Linked DNA regions of Zea mays: region 2 is linked to region 1. A link is a contact called in public Hi-C data. All regions are on one chromosome and are shown on one strand. The core of a region is the stretch at or near the end of the contact, and the rest is flanking DNA. Distances in the headings are between cores, read along the strand shown. Region 1 holds the start of LOC100193731. Region 2 holds the start of LOC100280366 (C2H2-like zinc finger protein).

The links. A called contact is a pair of places that touch in the nucleus more often than the background predicts.
Region 2: a Hi-C map of tassel shows a contact between it and region 1, with 4 times the contacts expected there. The contact joins the promoter of LOC100280366 here to the promoter of LOC100193731 in region 1. A contact is called at or near these places in 17 of 25 Hi-C or Micro-C datasets (bundle sheath, ear, endosperm and 4 more) and 2 of 3 datasets of contacts at active chromatin or transcription factors (leaf and seedling).

What each region holds. Positions count from the first base shown.
Region 1 is chr2:216,177,615-216,181,759 of Zm-B73-REFERENCE-NAM-5.0, forward strand. It overlaps LOC100193731, which reads right to left and starts at 2,386. Exons shown (of 8, transcript NM_001138819.1): 1 at 2,048-2,386; 2 at 1,841-1,921; 3 at 638-712; 4 at 408-510; 5 at 1-320. The coding sequence starts at 712. LOC103647809 (a long non-coding RNA gene) reads left to right here and starts at 2,058. Exons shown (of 3, transcript XR_563056.4): 1 at 2,058-2,512; 2 at 2,725-4,145.
Region 2 is chr2:216,312,028-216,316,465 of Zm-B73-REFERENCE-NAM-5.0, forward strand. It overlaps LOC100280366 (C2H2-like zinc finger protein), which reads left to right and starts at 3,178. Exons shown (of 1, transcript NM_001153292.1): 1 at 3,178-4,438. The coding sequence starts at 3,443. LOC103647811 (a long non-coding RNA gene) reads right to left here and starts at 2,597. Exons shown (of 2, transcript XR_563066.2): 1 at 910-2,597; 2 at 416-795.

The DNA.
Region 1 (4,145 bases), core at 1,136-3,635:
AAATCTCTCAGCGTCAAATAGTCTCTGCTCAAGATTAGTCAAATCAAGTTTCAAGCTCTCAATTTCGCATTGTGAATCTAAAGCTGTACTTTCAAGCTTCTCTATCTGTGAGGCTGCCTTCTGCAACTCCTCTTCTTTACATCTGACTTCTTCCATCAGAAGCCAGCACTGGGAATCAGATCGTATCAGCTCATTGTCCATCGCTCTCACTCTTTCTGGGAACTTTTCAAGTTCAGTCAGCTTCAGTTCAAGACTGTGAATGTGCTCTCCCATGAAGTTTGCTTCAACGCTCCGTATATTTAACTGATCCTGCAAATAGTCTGCAATTGCAGTCAGTAAATACTGCCAAAGTAACTAGATATAGAGTAGCCAGACCAACGAGAAACAGAACAATTACTAGTGCATACCAATTTCCTGATAGCAGTTCATCAATTCTGTTTCTAATTTTTCAACATAATGCCTGTCCTTCTGGCACACCCAAGTGGCTGAATTTTTGTCGAGCTGTACTTTCTGCATTATTAACAATATTATGAACTCAACCGGAACAAATTAATGACACAAATTTACGTTTTTCTTACATTATTCAAATGTGAAACACCTTAAAATATTACATAAAGGAACTATAGAATCATGGTACCTCTTTATTCTTTTCTTTTCTATGAAGAATCTTTGCACCATTAGCAGGATAATGGCCGTTGGAGCTACTAGACATCTGCAGTAGCGCACAAAAAACTGAGAATGCAAAAATGATGCTAAGCTAAAATGGCATCTAGTATATAGTAAGTTATAACACATGGTGAAGATGTCACTAGAGCACCACTATCATTGTAAAGTGAAGAGGATTTGGAGATTTCCTAGAACATATGAAAACCATGACCTTAAATAGATTCAGATACAATGATGGACATACTACTCTACTCTATAACCCTTTGTCAGATTCAAAGATGTGGGTGGCTAATCTTTGGGCGCGTTTGGTAAATGGTAACAGGAGAGAAATTGACCAGAACAAATGAACCTTTCATGGTTCATTGAAATTGCACCTCCAACAACTGGTAAGCATCCAGCTGAAAATAAATGGGGCAGCTTAAGCTTCTCCAGCTTAATATATGCTAAGCTCGATACCTCATTCATAAAGGAAGGGATTTCAGGAACATCAGGGGAAGAAAGACATATCCCAAACTTGAGACCACCGGCCCGCTTGCTTCATTTCTAAACTTGCAAAGGTCTAAATACCCTCCTACGTAGGTTCTAAATGATTCCCTACCAAGCGCTGTCATCTCACAAGATCCCCGCAATAGGGCGACCAAAATCCACAAGATAAGGTAGGAAGGCAGCAGGTCTGGGGAGCTGACCTGCTACGACGCACGAGCGCGGCCTGCAGTGACGGCTTCGACCGTATCCGTCTCCGGCGATCGTCGGAGAGAGGCGGCTCCGAGGACGAGCACTGGCGTCGGCGCGGGACACGAGGTGACATCCAGCAGGACGACGACTCGAGGACGAAGCCCCAGCCGTGATTTCGCAGCGCTTAAACACGATTCGGAACCCTAATCACCGTTAGCACGGGCCACGGGCCGGGGATAAGGAAAGAGAGAGAGAGACCGACGGAGCCTAGGAGGGAGAAGGATGGACCTTCCTCAGTAAAAACGTCCGCGAAACAGAGACCGTAGGTTGTAGTTGTAGGCCTGGACGAATCGCGGCTCGATAACGGACTCAACTCGATTTATCAGTACTCAACTCGATTTTAGCTCGACTTATTTAAAATGAGTTAAGAGTTGAGCCAATAATTTAGATTGGTTCTTAATAAGTTAAACTCGGGCTGGCTCGTGAGATACTCACGAACCTAACGAGATGTGTAGATGACCTGATCAACTGATCCAGCGATGTGCATGTTCCACTCTAGAAAAGCGGTCCAGTCCAACTCCTGCACAACAGGCCACCGTCACAACCACAATCCATGATGTGTGCACGCAAAGTCTTTCAAGTCCTAACTTCACAAATCTAACTCGAAATCCTAAAGGCTAGAGCACAGAGCCGCATATCGACATACGTCGTCAGTTCGTCACGTGCCGCTACGCCGGCATCGCAGCTCGTAGTCCACCATGGGTCCACGCCACCACCGCACTTCGCAGTCCGCAGCCGCACCATCCGTCCACCTCCACCCCAACTCCGACGCCTAGCCAGCCACCTGCGGCTCTGCTAGATTGCCTCGCCCGCTCAGGTGCTCTCTGCTCAGCAACTCGCGCCCCGTCGCTCAGGTGCTCAGCTTGTCGCGCGCCCACGCCTCACTGGTCACCCGCCCGTCGTGGGCTCGTCACCAACTCACCATGGAGGCCCAAGATCCGGTGTCGCAGACTCGCAGGCACACGAAGGACGTCTGCCAGGACTGCCACCTCGACGAAGTTCTTGTTCTGGATCAGTGAGCAAGCGCACAAAGACCCTAGCTTCCAAGAAGATGACGATGATGGCAAGTAGTACATGTGCATCGTCGGCATCGCAAGTATCCATAGAAAAGGTGTGTCCTCGTGCTATGGTTGTAATCGTTGTTATTGTTTTTATATTAGCTCTGAATGATAATTTCAAATATAGTTGTAATCACTGTTATGGTTGCCTTGATCTGTTATGATTGCTTAGGGTTTAGGATTATATTAAATCTGAATGATCTAATAGGGTTATAATTTCAAATATTTGAAAATAATGTTTCTATTCGTTGCTTCTTTTGTGCAGCAACTCGATGTTGTGATGGAGATGGAGGGGCAAGGGGAGGAGCACGCATGGGAGATTTTGTTGACGGAATCAGAGAACAGTAACTTTGATCTTGACGATGAGAGTCTACCTTCAGCCGATGGAGATGAGTTGTCAAAGACTGAGAAGACAAAGAGGTCGACAGTAGGTACTCGGGTATCCCCCTCCAAATGCAAGGTGAATAGAGTAAAGAGGGCTGGTTGTTGGAAGTATTTTAAGGTGGTCAATGTTGCATCTAGAAAGGAACTTGGAGTTATGGAGACAAAAGCCAAGTGCAAGTTATGTTATAGGTCTTATCTATACCATCAAGGGGGAGTACTACAACACTGAACCGACATCTAGGCAAGTGCACACAGTATTTGAACAACCTGGCACGGGCTAAGAAAAAACTTGCTCAAAGTACTATCCCCTTTACTTTCAATGGTGGAGTTGTTGTTGTTAATCCCACTGAATATGATCATGAGCACACTAGACTTTTGATTGCCAAGATGGTAATTGTCCATTATTATGCATTTAGAATGGTCGAGCATAAATGGTTCAATATCTTGATGAAATGAATGAATAACAACTATAAACCCATTGGAATGAAGACTATTAAAAATGAATGCATGAAGGTTTATGAATCCGAGAAAGAACTGATGAAGAAGAGTCTTAGAGAGGCTGAATCAATAAGTTTAACTACTGATTTATGGACATCAAATCAAAATATTCAGTATATGTGTTTGGTGGCCCATTCTGTTGATTGGATTTTGCAATGTCGTGTTCTGCATTTTATTGAATTGGAGGGATCCTCCACACACTGATATTGTCATTGCTCAGGCTATTTTTGAATGTTTGGTTGAATGGAAAATAGAGGATAAGATCTTGACAATCACTCTTGATAATGCTTCCAACAATGATTCCACTATTACAAATTTGAAGTCCAAGCTTCTTGCTAGGAAGAACTCAACCTTTAACCATGTTTATTTTCATGTCCGTTGTGCTGCCCACATAGTCAATTTGGTAGTGAATGATGGATTGCAGCCAATTGACTCTTTGATAGGTGATATTAGAAACAAAGTGAAGTTCTTTAAGAGGTCTCCAACCCGTATGTACAAGTTTGTAGAAGTTTGCAACCAATATTCTGTGAAAGTAGGACAAGGATTATGCCTTGATGTGAAAACAAGGTGGAGTTCAACATACAAAATGCTAGATTCTTGCCTTGACTATAAGGATGCCTTTGGTTAGTATTCTGAAGTAGACAATAGCTATGAATGGAAACCATCACACTCTCAGTGGCTTTTGTATGACAAAATCAGACCAATATTGGGAACAATGGCATAAGCAACTACTGCTTTTTCAGCATCCAGTTTTAGCACCGGGGTAGGATCCTTGATGATTACATGAGTTCATTGAAGCCAACG
Region 2 (4,438 bases), core at 1,928-4,427, 140 kb after region 1:
TACGTCCAAAATTCTTTTTTTACAAAATCAACCATCAAGCAATGCAATCCAGTGTGAGCTGACCAAAATGTTTCCAAGTATGAAGATTACTTCTGCCATTCATTGTATGTGGAAATATGTTAGGTATGCTTAATATTATCCCTTTCATGCCCTTCTACCTGATGTTTCTTTGCTATCTAAAGACTGGAAATAATAATTATATGGTTGTTCGTGCCTAACAGCCATCATACTGTTTTTTAGAGAGATTCTTGGATTTGACTTGATAAATGGGGGTTAGGATTTCTCTTTGTTAGATGAGGCACCAGTTTCCATCGGTGAAGATGACACTGAATCTAGTTTGCTACTTAACTTCCTTTCTCAATTGAAAGAAGAAAAGGCGATGCAGTCTGCCAAGTTATCGGTAGAGCTTGGAAGCTTACAAACAGATATCACAGAGGTTGATAAAAGACACTCAGCAAGAATGAGGTTGAGCTTAGATGATACAGATGTACTACCAAGTTCTAGTGCTTTGTCAGGAGCTTCTGTGAGTGCCCTTCAAGGTGCATTGTTGTCAGGTTTGTTACCAGCGTCATACAAGTCGAGCATTTATGAGGAGAGGGTAATGAGGAATTTGGTGCAGCTTGAAAATGCATACTACTCCATGAGGTCCTCTCTGGACACCTATGAAACTAATGTAATCAAACGGCCAGATATCTCATGTAGAAGTGGCAGTTCTTGAAGTCTTGCCTCTTTCTTCCCTAGATCTTCAAGTCTTGTTGCAATCAGTCCTTGCTGTTATATCATGAATATCACAATCTTTTCGATCCGATAAGAAAAATTACATGAGATCATCTGATGGGCGTGTAATATATTCATTTATTAACTGAAATGACTATATGGAATTGTTGGTGGGAGGATTGTGGAATATACCTCGTCATCAAGAAGGCTTGAGAACTTGAAAACATGTTGGTCGTCGCCTTCTCGGGTCTGCTCCGAGTATTCCTTTACTCTTCGAATAAAGCATGAAATGAAGTATACAAGAGCAATTCAGTTTCAGTGAACTGAAGTGTATGGAGCCTCATTTATTCACTCTAAAATGTCTTTGTTCAGTGAATGAAAAACTCTAAAAAGTGCATGCATGCGCGTGGAGTCAAGATCGATATTTGTCTGGGATTCATGATGGGCAATGAATGGACAAACATACTCGATTTGGCAGCTGAATTATTTATGTGATCAATTGCCTGAATATACAAAAGAGTACAGTTAAGAAATTTGTTTGCCAGCATATGGATTCGGCAGTATTCATAATCTCAAAGATAGAGAATAGCAAATGCTTCTCAAAAATAGGAAGCAAACATAGAAGAGCAAAAACAGATATGCAATAAGATGCTGCAATAAACATGATTTTTGAAGGATTGTAAAACATGTAGAGAAAATGAGTAGAGAAATCAAAAGAAACCAACAAGCAGTTATCTTTTCACTGTTTTCTGAAGAGCGTGGGCGATATCCTGGAGAGCGTGGGCGAGGATCGAGAGCAAGACCGATTACCCCGTCGATGGAAACCTCAATCAGATCCATGTGAGCAGATAGGACCGTGGGCGAGGACAGATTACCCAGATCCATGGAGAGTGTGGGCGAGGATTGAGAGCGAGGGTCGCGATCTGGGTCGCGTCAGCAGGGATTGCGTGAGAGAGGAGAGTGGATCTGGGGGGAGGTCGCGCCTTCCATGGACGACGGAGCCGCGAAGATTGGGATGTCGCGGACGAGCCTTACATGGAGAGTCGGGGCGACGATCTGGGGTGCGGTCGCGGGGTATTCGAGATTCGCGGCCCGGCCACCACGCGCCCTCCATGGAGAGCGACGATCTGGGGCGATTAGAGAGGAGATCGGTGGTGGCTGCTGGCTGGGATTTGCGACCGCTTGGTGTGCGGGAGAGAGAGGAGAGTGGGGCGGCGATCTGGGGCGAGGGGAGAGAAGATGCACCACAATTTCAGTTTGGATAAGGGAAAAAGAAAAACCACCTGACAACACGGGCTAGATCCCGAAGAGCACGATGGTCCCAACGAGCAGCGGACACAGGTCAGTGACGGTGCACGAGACGACCTTGTCGCCGGTGAAGATGTAGCTGAGCTTGTCCCTGAGCAGGAACGTGACGAGTACAACTATCCCTGAAACGAATATCGACAGGGTGAGATTTGAGGCTGGAGCGAGGGACGAGGATGGCCATGGAGCCGAGATGCCGGGATCTGGAGGAAGCGTAGCTAGGGTTTAATTGAGCAGGGTGCGGTTGAGCGAGATTGGAGGGCGGAAGAGAGCGGCGCGCAGACGCGAGATTGGCGGGCGGTAGAGAGCGACGCGTAGACGAACCTTCCATTAACAGCTCGGAGGCGGACCTTCCCCGACCCAAATCGAATATGCGTGGTCCTCACCGCGCGCCATTACAGGAGAGGGAGGACGCGAGAACGACGGGGCGAGGGCGAGGGCGGAGGGCCGCGGACGCGCTGATGGCATGAGGTGAGGAGGCGAGATGGATGGGGTAGCGGAGGGGAGCGCGGGGATGGGATCAGCGGCTGCGCGCTGGGAGTTGCGCGAGATCCACGCTTGGCGTGCTGGCGGGGGCGGGATTGCAGGGAAGGGACGGCGCTGGCGGGGGCGGGATGCAGGGAAGGGACGGCGCGGGCGGAGGCGGGATAGCAGGGAGGAAGACGGCGCGGGCGCGGGCGGGGGCTGGAGCGGGGGCACGGTGAGGGTGGTGGACGCCCTCGCTCCAACCTTAAGGTGTAGTAGAGATTCTATCGATAGAGAAGAACCGTTCCTAGTGTAATACCTCATGAATTTCGTGAATAATGAGTCTATATATAGACCAAATTTACCCATGGCATGTATAGAGTTATCACAACAGCTGGTATCACGCAATCCGCTACTACTACCCAAGAAAAAACCTCTGTCTGACACATTCAAAGCTGTGATGCTGCTACAGAGCCACGTGTCATCTACGTAGATTTAACACCACATCAGACTATGATGTGGCAGCCCTTCCACGTTGGAGGCCCTCTTTTTTCTTCTAAAGTAACCCACCACCTGTCTCCATTGCAGGCAGGGCCCATCAGCCCATGTGGTTCTCTTCTCTCTCCTATCGGTTTTTAACTTTGCTTCCATGCATGGATTCCTCCTCCCCCAACTCCCCAAGGCCCCAACCGCACCCGTCGCCCCAACAAAACCTCCGAGCAGATCACGACCTCCGCTAGCTTCGTCATCCCGCTTAACCACACCACACCATCCTACCTTTCCTCACCTCTCACTCTTTCAGCACTCTGCTTGCCTAACGCTTGCTCCCCCCACCTCCCACTCCCAGATCGCGCCGCGGATCCTCCTCGCGATCGCGTCCTGAACTCCTGATGGCTACCAGGTCGGTTTCCTGATCCCTCGATCCTCAATCAGTTTCACGGCTTCTCGCTTATTGATGGATGTCGTGGAGCTCGATGCGGCGAGGCATGGATGCAAGGTCTGCGGAAAAAGCTTCCTGTCCGGCCGGTCGCTCGGAGGACATATGAGATCGCACATCTCGCTCGGCGAGGCAGCGCTGGAGGTTCACGCCGCCGACGAGCTGACGCCTGTTTCGTCGAATGGTGGCCGGGGCTGTGACGGACTGGTCGCGTACGGGCTGAGGGAGAATCCCAGGAAGACTCGGCGCCTATCCGACTTTGCTGACGAGAAGGATGTCGGCCATGGCGTTGAGTGCGGGAAGTCGTGGAAGTCTTTGTTCGGCCACATACGCAATCATGCGTCCGGCGACAGGTATCACGACGTCGACGACGACGAGGACGTGGAAGAGGATGAATTCTCTGTAGAGGAGGGGGAAGCAGAGGAAGCAGAAATGGTGAAGCCGACGGAGGCGCCTGTGGCGGCTCTGACGGTGCTGTCGGCGTCCCCTAGGCGGAGGCGCCGATCGATGCGCGTGGCGGCTCCGCCGCCGCGGGTGCTGAGTGGGCTCGAGAAAGAGACTGAAGACGTCGCGCTCTGTCTACTGATGCTCTCGCGCGACACCGGTATGTGTAGCTCGCCGGCCAAGAACGAGACTTTGGAGAGCGCAAAGAAGATCAAGATCAAGATCAAGGGCGGCGTCGCCAAGAACAGGAAGCGAGCTTCCCGGAAGAATCAACACGATCCCGTGCCCGTGGCGCCGAAGCGGACCCGGTACGAGTGTCCGGGATGCCGCAAACTGTTCAGCTCGTATCAGGCGCTCGGCGGCCATCGCGCGAGCCACAAGCGCATGAACGCCAGCTGCAGCTCCCCTAAGAATAAGATCACTCCCGCCGCGTCCTCCGCGCCGCCGGAGCCAAGCACCGAGACGTACACGTCGTTCAACACGATGTCCCCCTCCGCGTCACCGGACTCGGTGGCCATCGGCTTCGGCAAGCCCAAGGACGACGAGGCGGTGCCCGACGCGGAGTTGGAG